Linked DNA regions of Mus musculus: region 2 is linked to region 1. A link is a contact called in public promoter capture Hi-C data. All regions are on one chromosome and are shown on one strand. The core of a region is the stretch at or near the end of the contact, and the rest is flanking DNA. Distances in the headings are between cores, read along the strand shown.

Evidence for each region. Promoter capture Hi-C pulls out the DNA fragments that hold promoters and counts their contacts.
Region 2: a promoter capture Hi-C map of pre-B cells shows a contact between it and region 1, with 2.3 times the contacts expected there. A contact is called at or near these places in 4 of 39 promoter capture datasets (the 3T3-L1 cell line, the C10 cell line and pre-B cells) and 2 of 9 other capture datasets (adipose tissue and pancreatic islet).

The regions. Positions count from the first base shown.
Region 1 is chr19:8,567,032-8,571,458 of GRCm38.p6, reverse strand. No RefSeq gene overlaps it. Among named protein-coding and RNA genes, the nearest start is that of Slc22a8, 24 kb to the left of the region's middle.
Region 2 is chr19:8,769,034-8,773,460 of GRCm38.p6, reverse strand. It overlaps Tmem223 (transmembrane protein 223), which reads right to left and starts at 2,465. Exons shown (of 2, transcript NM_025791.1): 1 at 2,146-2,465; 2 at 986-1,413. The coding sequence starts at 2,452. The coding sequence ends at 1,121. Nxf1 (nuclear RNA export factor 1) reads right to left here. Exons shown (of 21, transcript NM_016813.2): 19 at 4,278-4,427; 20 at 3,141-3,201; 21 at 2,551-2,887. The coding sequence ends at 2,849. It overlaps Tmem179b (transmembrane protein 179B), which reads left to right. Exons shown (of 5, transcript NM_026325.3): 3 at 37-171; 4 at 355-433; 5 at 627-939. The coding sequence ends at 788.

The DNA.
Region 1 (4,427 bases), core at 514-3,013:
AAAAAAAAAAAAAAAACCTGACATAGTATTTACACTATATTATATAATTCAAAGGCAATTTAAAGTATATGGGGAGATATGCTGAATGGGGGTCTATGCAAATGTCACTCTAAAGGTTGCACACCCATTTGATATCTGAGGATGTCATGGGGCAACATGCACATGGAGACTGATACACGCATGCATGCGTGCACACACACACACACACACACACACACACACATGCACACACGCACACACACAGCACTTATATCTACATCACTCCCACCCTTCCTCTCCTCCTCCAATTCCTTCCTGTCTGGCTTCTCCTTCACGATCTTTAATGCAATGGTGAGCACTCCAGAGCCTGAACACTGCTAATGTCCATGTCTTAAGCCTAAGTGGTGACTAGATGGGGTATTCATTATACCATTCTTTCAATTTTCCTGTATTTTTGAAAACTTTAAGAAAAAGCTGAGTGAAAACAGAAACCACTCTTGACCAATATCTAAATATTTGTTTCTCCTCCAGCATGTTCCAGCCAGCTTGACAAAGGCCTAGCTTAATCGGGGACAGATTTCCAGGGAGCAGTGGTGCTATGGTTGGTGTGGTTCCTCCCGAGTTCACCTTTGTCCTCTCATGCTCCTGGTCCTCCAGGAAAGGGGAGGGGAAGGCTGTGTGGGGGCAGTCCCAAACCAACTTAAGGAGAGAAAACAGTTTAGTTGTCTCTGTTGAGAAGAAGCCAAAAGCTTTCCCCAGCTCCCTCTTAGAGTAGAGTCTGGTATTTCAGAGACTCACCTGCCTCTTGCTAATGGTTGTAAATCCTTTCAGAAGCAAACTAAGTCCTTCTTCCAGTTTTCCTCCCCTAAAGTGTTTTCACAAGACCTCCTGAAGCATCTCTTTGAAATTTAACCAGCAAGGACTTCAGTGCCCTATGACCCAGTTTCTGCCAGTGTCCTAGCCTAACCTCAGTTGGGCCTTGCTCCAGATTACCTTCCTACCTACTTTTGGTCTTATTCACAGGGAAAAGGGGGTTTTCATCTGAATAAGGGCATTAAACATAGGTGGCCAGTACAATTACCAGACTTGGATAGACTTTCTGTGAAGTCAGGGTTTTCTTTGTTATCTGTCCATCTGTCCATCATCCACCCATCCACCCTTCCATCTACAGTGTTTCGAATGGGGGCACTTTCTGCTTGGCTACAATAAATGGGGAGAGTTTTTTTCTCTTTGCAGTCTCTTGGTAGCTTGCTGAATGTTACATTCTGCTTTAGTAGTTATTTGGGATTTCCCTTCCTTCCACTTTTGCAGGAGGCTTTCTGGGTTGCCAGGAGATTGCCCCTTTAACTTGTATTTCCCCGGTAAGTGGTGTGTGCACCTTCCAGAGATGCATATTTTTGTGTCATCTTTTCTGTAGAAAGAAATGGCATGACGTTTCCTTCAAGACCCGCTAAGGTCCCATGGGCCCCTGTGTCTAATGTGGTCTCCAGGGAAGGGCCGGCCACCCTTCGACCAGCAGGTCAGCCTTCCTCAGAAAGAGATGGGAGGTGTTCCCTCTGGGACAAAAGTTGAGGCGAGGAATTAACAGACTGAGGTTGACTCTCTGGGTAGTTCAGGAGAAGCAAGTAGTTCAAGAGGCTGCATAGCCAGCCAGCCTCACTCCCCTCGTCCCCGCTTCTGCCCAATCTCTGTATCGGTGTGTAGGGTTCAGGGGAGCGCGAGAGAGGACAGCTTCTTGCATTGTACTGGACGCTGAGGAGGGCCAGAGCGCAAATTTTGTGCCCAGCAGCGGCTAGGTGCCCCCCACCTTCACCCCCGCAGCCCCGCCAGACTAGCTCGACAGTGACATCGTGTGGAAGTATGGAATTGTGGCTTCTCTAACTGATTAAATGAACCGAAGGGGTCGCAGCCCTGGGATAGCTGCACCTGGGAAGAAAGTCAGGTGACAACAAATACAGGGAGCTTGATCAGCAGAGTGGAAAAGCTATATGTGTGGGACAAGACTCCTTTGTAAATAGTATTTCCTGAATGTCTGTTACAGTATTACCGATACTGCTAAGGACCCTTCCTTTCAGATGAAGGGCTGTGGTTAGGTTGGGTATGTGAGGGGTGTTGGTTCTTCTGGATATTGCAGGGAGAATCAGTATTTTTTTTTTTTTTTTCTTCCTATTCTTGTTTCGCGTGTTTCTCCTCCCTCTCCCTCTCCCTCTCCCTCTCCCCTCTTTTCCCCTCCTCCTCTCTCCTTCTCCCCTCTCTCCCTTTCCCTATCTCCCTCTCCTTCTCCCTCTTTCTCCCCTTCCCTCCCCTTTCTTTTTTCCTCTCTCCGTATTTTAACTTTCACTACGTAACTCATGCTGTTCTTAAACTGGTGATCCTTTTACCCGGCCTCTCCAGTCCTTGGGGATTATAGACACACAAAAATATTTTTTTTTGTTTTTTTTCTTTTCTTTTCTTTTCTTTTTTTTTTTTTTGTTTGGTTTTTCAAGACAGGGTGGTTTTTCTCTGTGTAGTCCTGGCTGTCCTGGAACTCACTTTGTAGACCAGGCTGGCCTCGAACTCAGAAATCTGCCTGCCTCTGCCTCCCAAGTGCTGGGATTAAAGGTGTGGGTCACCACTGCCTGGCACACACAAAAATTTTTTTTTGTTTTTTTGTTTGTTTGTTTTGTTTTGTTTTGTTTTGTTTTTTTTTGACACAGGGTCTGGCTCACCTGAAACCTGCTATGAGGATTAGGTTGGCCTCACACACATAGAGATCTGCCCACTTCTGCCTCTCTCTCTCCTGTGTAGGCTTGGCTGTCTTGGAAGTTGCTTTCTAGACCAGGCTGGCCTTGAACTTATAGAGATCCGTCTGCCTCTGCCTCTCAAGTGCTGAGACTAAAGGCATGTGCCACTACTGTCTGGCAGTGAGATGTTTTAAAATTATTGAGAATGACCATGGTATGAACTCCATGACAGCTGTGCTTATTATTAAATTATTAAATGTTATATTAAATTTAATATTAAATTAATTAGTATTATTAAATTATTAACGTATGTGCCAGCACATTTCTGTAACACCCCGGAAAGATGTAGCAATGACTTTTTCTGGAAATCTTGTTGGACATTCCATGGGTTTGAGTCCAGAAGGTTCCACTGATCTGAGCATTTACCTCAGGCAGTGAATGGAGACTGGGGGCCAGCTGGTCACATTTAGGTCTGTGTTCTTGGAGGCCTGAGGATGACCCAGCCCCTGGCTAAACTTGTTTTATGATAATTTTTAAATCTTCATTAGGCAGTAATCAGTTTTAAGTTCCAATATGTTAAGCAGAGCATTATTTTTGGCCTGTATGGAGAGACTAAGACAACAATTGTCACTGCCCTGTATATAGTAAGAGGACATTGTTGCACGGCAAAACAAAACACAACACAATTACTTTCCTTGGCACTGGAAATGGATCCCACCTGGCTCCTGTTTATCACCCAGCCTTCATGTTCTGATATATATCTTTATTTCAGAAGTTAGTACTGAATACTGGCTTCCTTATGGCACTCTCTCTCTCTCTCTCACACACACACACACTGTTTTACTTTGTTTTTATTTGTCTCCCTTCAGCTTTGCTCTACTCTGTGTTTTGATATATTTATTTGTTACTGTCTGCCATTCCCTGCACTCTCCTCCCCCCTCCCCCATTAGATTATAACGATTCTTTTTTGAGGGCGAAGACTTTGCCTGGATCTCAATGTCAGCTAGATCCCTGGCCGGTGCTCTGTGGGTAGTCAGGTGGTTTGCAATCTAGGGCTGGGCAGGTAGCGCCGTGGGCGGGTACCGTGCATGAGGCTTTGGGTTTGATCTGAGCTCCACATGACCTGGCTGACTCCTGTGATTCCAGCTCTTGCAGGTGCTCGAGGAGTAGCAAGAGTTCAGGGCCAGCCTTATTTACAGCAAATTGGAACTTCCCTTAGCCTTTGTGAAACTGTTACAACCAACAACCATGTTTACAATACATGTAATGATGTATGCCAACACTTAGACAAGGAAACTCGGTTGTTCAGTACTCTGTTCTTATTGACTTTCAGGTTTTTTTTTTTTTTTCCCACCAAGGAAATGTTGCCAGGAGGAAAGACTGAGATTTCGCCTCTTCCTATTGTTCTTGTCTCATGCTGACCCCTGGTGGCCCTCTTCACACATGACTTTCTGTCTAGAAGATGATGTCACATAATGAGCAAAAACAGTGTTCAGAGTTTGGAATCTGGGTTGAGTTCCATCTCTTGAGCCCTGCACGTGGTCCTCTGACCGCCACATGTGCTCTGAGATATGTATGCATGTGTCATGTGTGCACATACACAACCAAGCAAATAAAAGTGTTTAGGGGCTGGAGACGTGGCTCAGCTGTTAGAGGGCTTGTTGCTTTTGCAGAGAACCCAAGTTCAGTTTTTAGCACCCACATCAGGAAGCTCACAATTCCTGT
Region 2 (4,427 bases), core at 1,216-3,715, 200 kb before region 1:
CCACCTCGGCCACCAAGCTTGTTTTCTCTTTCTCAGAGGTTCTATAGGGCTCCGAATTGCTTTGGCCATCTCAGCTACAGCCATCTTCCTGATCTTAGTGTCTGCCTGTATACTTCGATTTGGCACCAATTCTTTCTGCAATTCCATCATCTCCTTGAACCTTACAATTAGGTAACGGGAGAGGGAGGGAAGCCTGACAGGGACTGTCCTTCTGTAGGGGACATGTCAGTCATTTAAGTTCCTACTTTATCCCCTTCCTCTGGCCCTTATCTCTGAGGACACAGATGTGCTTAGAGCATGTCCGTCTCCTCCCCGCCCCTTCTCACAACTTGTTTCTTTAACCTTGTTTCACAGCTGCTCTGAAGCCCAGAAAACCTCATGGACACCTTCAGGAACTGCTGTGCAGTTTTACTCCAACCTACATACTGCTGAAGTGAGACACAGGGATACGCTAAGATTAAGCAACTGTAGCTTAAGCGTGTTCACCATGTAATATGTGCTTGGCTGTACTTCATTCACAAGCTCAAAGTAGCTATGGGGCTTGTCACCTTAGTCTGATCAATGTTGTGTGGGTAGGACTGGATTGGAGCCGGCTTCCCACCTCATACTCCTGTTCTCTTTCACAGACCTCTTCTTGGGTGAATCTGATATTGTGGTGTCTGGCTTTGCTGCTCCAGGCCATGCAGTGCAAGTTTAAAGCCACATCATACCAGCCCCAAGAGAGGGGTGACCAAGAGTGGAGCTCTGAGACAGATGCTCTTGTTGGGCACCACCAGTCTCACTCCTGAAGAATACTCAAGTGCTTTCTACAACCAGAACCTCCATGCCCCAGTGCTTTTAATCCTCTTGTCTCTGTACAGCCCTGTTTATATTAGAAACCTCAGTTTTCTCCTTAAACTTTTTTGTACCAAAATAATATATTACTTTTCTTCATCATGGCATGGATTTCTTGATGTTAAATAGATGAGAGAGAGGACAGAATGATGGCTTAAGTAGGCATGTATCAAGCCTTTTGGAAGAGATTTATTGGCTGTTAGTGAATTCTGGGCACCTTTTTATTGTCCTGGTAGTCTCCTCATCCCTAAGGGTTTTGCATCGTCTGAGAAGGGTAAGCCATTTTTCACAGGCTCCGGTAGGCACCCACAGTGTTATCAAAGAGTTGAGTGTTGGGAAAGTGTCCAGCTTTGTCCAAAAGGAAGTAGAAGCGCCGGCCTTTGACTTTCAGAGGCAGCATAGCAGGAACTTCACCTCTGTGAGCCATGCAGGAAATCTGGTTCAAGGGAACTGTGAAACAGGTACCCAAGCCAAAGGGGGCATAGGTGGTCAATGTCACCTGCTGCCCTCCTGCAAGGAGCATGACAGACCGCACAGATCGGAGTGAGTAGAGGAGACCAGCACCAAGGACCAAGACTCCTGCAGGGAGGCAAAGTGGGGTAAAAGGTTATACAGACACCCCCACCCCCACCCCTTAGAGTCAAATTACTGTAATGGAAGTAACAGTTTTGAGCAATTACACTCTAAAACTCTAAAAGGTTCCTAAATCCTTTTTTTTTTTTTTTTTTTTAAGAAAGGTAGCTAGGCAGTGGTGGTGCACGCAATCACTAGGGAGGCAGAAACAGTTGAATCTCTGACCCAGCCTGGTCTACAGAGTGAGTTCCAGGGCAGCCAGAGCTGAGAAACCGTGTCTTGAAAAAACAGACAGGGTCTATTATTCCATGCTGGCTGCAAGCTTGCTATATGTTCAATAACTTTTAATTTGTGATCTTCTGTCCAAATCCAGATTACATCTGGATGCCATCATATATGTTAGGCAGTGTTGGGTTCTAAACCCTAGACCTCATGCATACTAGGCAAGCAGTCTTAGAAACCAAACTGAGCCACGTCCCCCACCCCATCGACATTTTTATAGATAGCCAGCTCTATTGTTAAACGGAGAAAATGCATTTGTGGCTTCAAAAACCTGCTCGTGGCTAGTATGAGGGGCAGATCTTGGCCTACTGTATGCAGGGTGAGGGTGCAAGGCATTCAGGGACTTTATTACACCGCACCCATATCGTGTGTCCCACTTACTTTTTTGGAAGCCCCTTTTTGCTAAGTGAGCGTTGTGCTCACAGCCCCACAGCAATCTGGAGCCCAAGCGCTTACCCATCGTGCCGCAACCAACAGCCAGCCCGTAGCGCCAGAGTGCGGAGCGCAGGTCCTGGTAGCTCCGGTTCGGAGCCTCCGCAGGTACTCGGCTCAGAGGTCTGGACAAGGCTGCAACAGCCAGGGAGGTCCAGAAGATGCCCTGACCCGCACAAAACAGTCCAAGGATGGCAAAGAAGCGGCCCCGCTCGTGCCGGAAGAGCAGCACATCCCGTGGGACGCCATTTTGCAAATACCGGGGCACATTTTGGGACCGCAGCACAGACAAAAGGTGGCTGACATTCCGCAGCGGCACAGACGCCACCATGGCGGCGCACTTCCGTCTCCGGGGCGGGACTTCCTATCACGGCGAACTTGCCCACCCCTCCTGCATTGAGGGAAACAAGCCAGTAATGGGACACAAACTACAATATCACTCTTTATCTTAAAAAGTAAAGGGAATCCTGGGGTTAAGTACACAGAGCACCTAAGTCCTTCGGGTAGTTTAGTGTCAGCTCTACAAAGTAAGCTTTGGCTTCCTGGCACCATGAGGCTCAATCTTCCGGAAGTCTTCTCTAAGTCTTCCAGAAGGTAGGTGAGGAGGATGAAGCAGCCCTTCCTCCTCAGTCACAGTTACAGGGTGGCCTCGGGCTGGACAGGAGACGGCAGATGACAGCCAGACAATATTATCCAGGGGCTATTTACAAGGGGACTTTTCTTGTGATCATTTCATAAACGCTACTTCTGGAATCTCTCCCTTGGCCTGCAGAAAGATAAAATGTAAGTAGAACCAGGCACCTCTCTCCCACCTTCCCTGCCCAGCTACTGTAGACTCCCTGGCTGTCCTGGCATTCTCTATGTAGACCAGGCTAGCCTCAAACTCAGAGATCTGGCTCCCTCCTTCCTCCCAAATGCTGGATTAAAAGGCAAGTATCACCACACCCAGCCTTCATCTGACCCTTGTTAAAGGCTCAAGAGATCCATTTTTAGCAATAAAAAAAATTCCCATACTTTACCTTGAGAAGAGTGAAGGCCTGAGCAGATCTGGTGTAGTCCCAGTTATTGTCTTGAAGGCACCTAGAGTATGATTAAAATAGGAAGCCACATAAGAACCAAAATGCAGTCAGTCACCAAAATCCAACCTATAGAAAAAGTCACCAATGTTTTTCATTAAGTTTACACAGGGTCACACCACTTGTACAAATGAAACATAAAATGTTTACCAAAAACAACCAACGTGTAGTTTTACACTGGTAGGGAAGGATTTACACGGTTTAAAAACTATGTTCCAGCTGGGCAAGGCTTTTAATCCTATCACTCTGGAGAAGCTGAAGCAGGGAGGTATCTGTTTGAGGTAAACCTGGACTACAAAGTGACTTCCAAGCAGCGAAGGCACAAGTGAGACCCTGACTCAAATATAGAACCATATATAAAAAGACTTTGGTACTAGGTATGCACCTATAGTTCTAGCTCCCTTGGAATGCTCAGGCTCACTGGAATCTAGGACTTGGTAAGGAGTTGAGCCGGGTGTGGTGGCACATGCCTTTAATCCCAGCACTCGGGAGGCAGAGGCAGGGGGATTTCTGAGTTCGAGGCCAGCCTGGTCTACAGAGTGAGTTCCAGGACAGCCAGAGCTATACAGAGAAACCCTGTCTCGAAAAAACAAAAAACAAAACAAACAAAAGCCAAAGATGGCGTGGTGGCACACACCTTTAATCCCGGCAGGCGGATCTCTGAGTTCGAGGCCAGCCTGGTTTACAAAGTGAGTTCCAGGACAGCCAGGGAAAACAGAGAAACTGTCTCAAAAAAAACCCAACCAACCAACAACAAAACTTGGCAGCCAGGTCTGCTGGCTCATGCCTTTAATGCCTTCAAGGCCAGACAAGAGTACATAGTAAGACCGTGTTTGAAAAGGGCTCAGTGGCAGCGACTGTGCAGCATATGTGAAGTCTAGGTCTAATCTGTAATTCCAATTGGGGAAGAGGGGAGCCACAGGTAGCTAGGAAGGGGACAGAAAACCAAATCTTCATTTGTGCTTTAAATATTTAAAAATAACCTATGCAGAATTCTTAGTAGGAATCTTTTTATCAAAGCACTATATAATTCACTGTCAGGCCATCCCCTTGTTCCTCCTATCTATGATCAGCACTCACTTCTGAGACCACTCAAGGTTCATGCCAGACTGGGTAGAAAATGCTTGCAACATTTCCTGCTGTTCTGGGGAAAGCGTGGGTACTGGACTGGAGGAAGGTGTGGGTGCAGACATGGCGAAGGCTCTTTGGATTTCTTCAGGGCTGGCATTC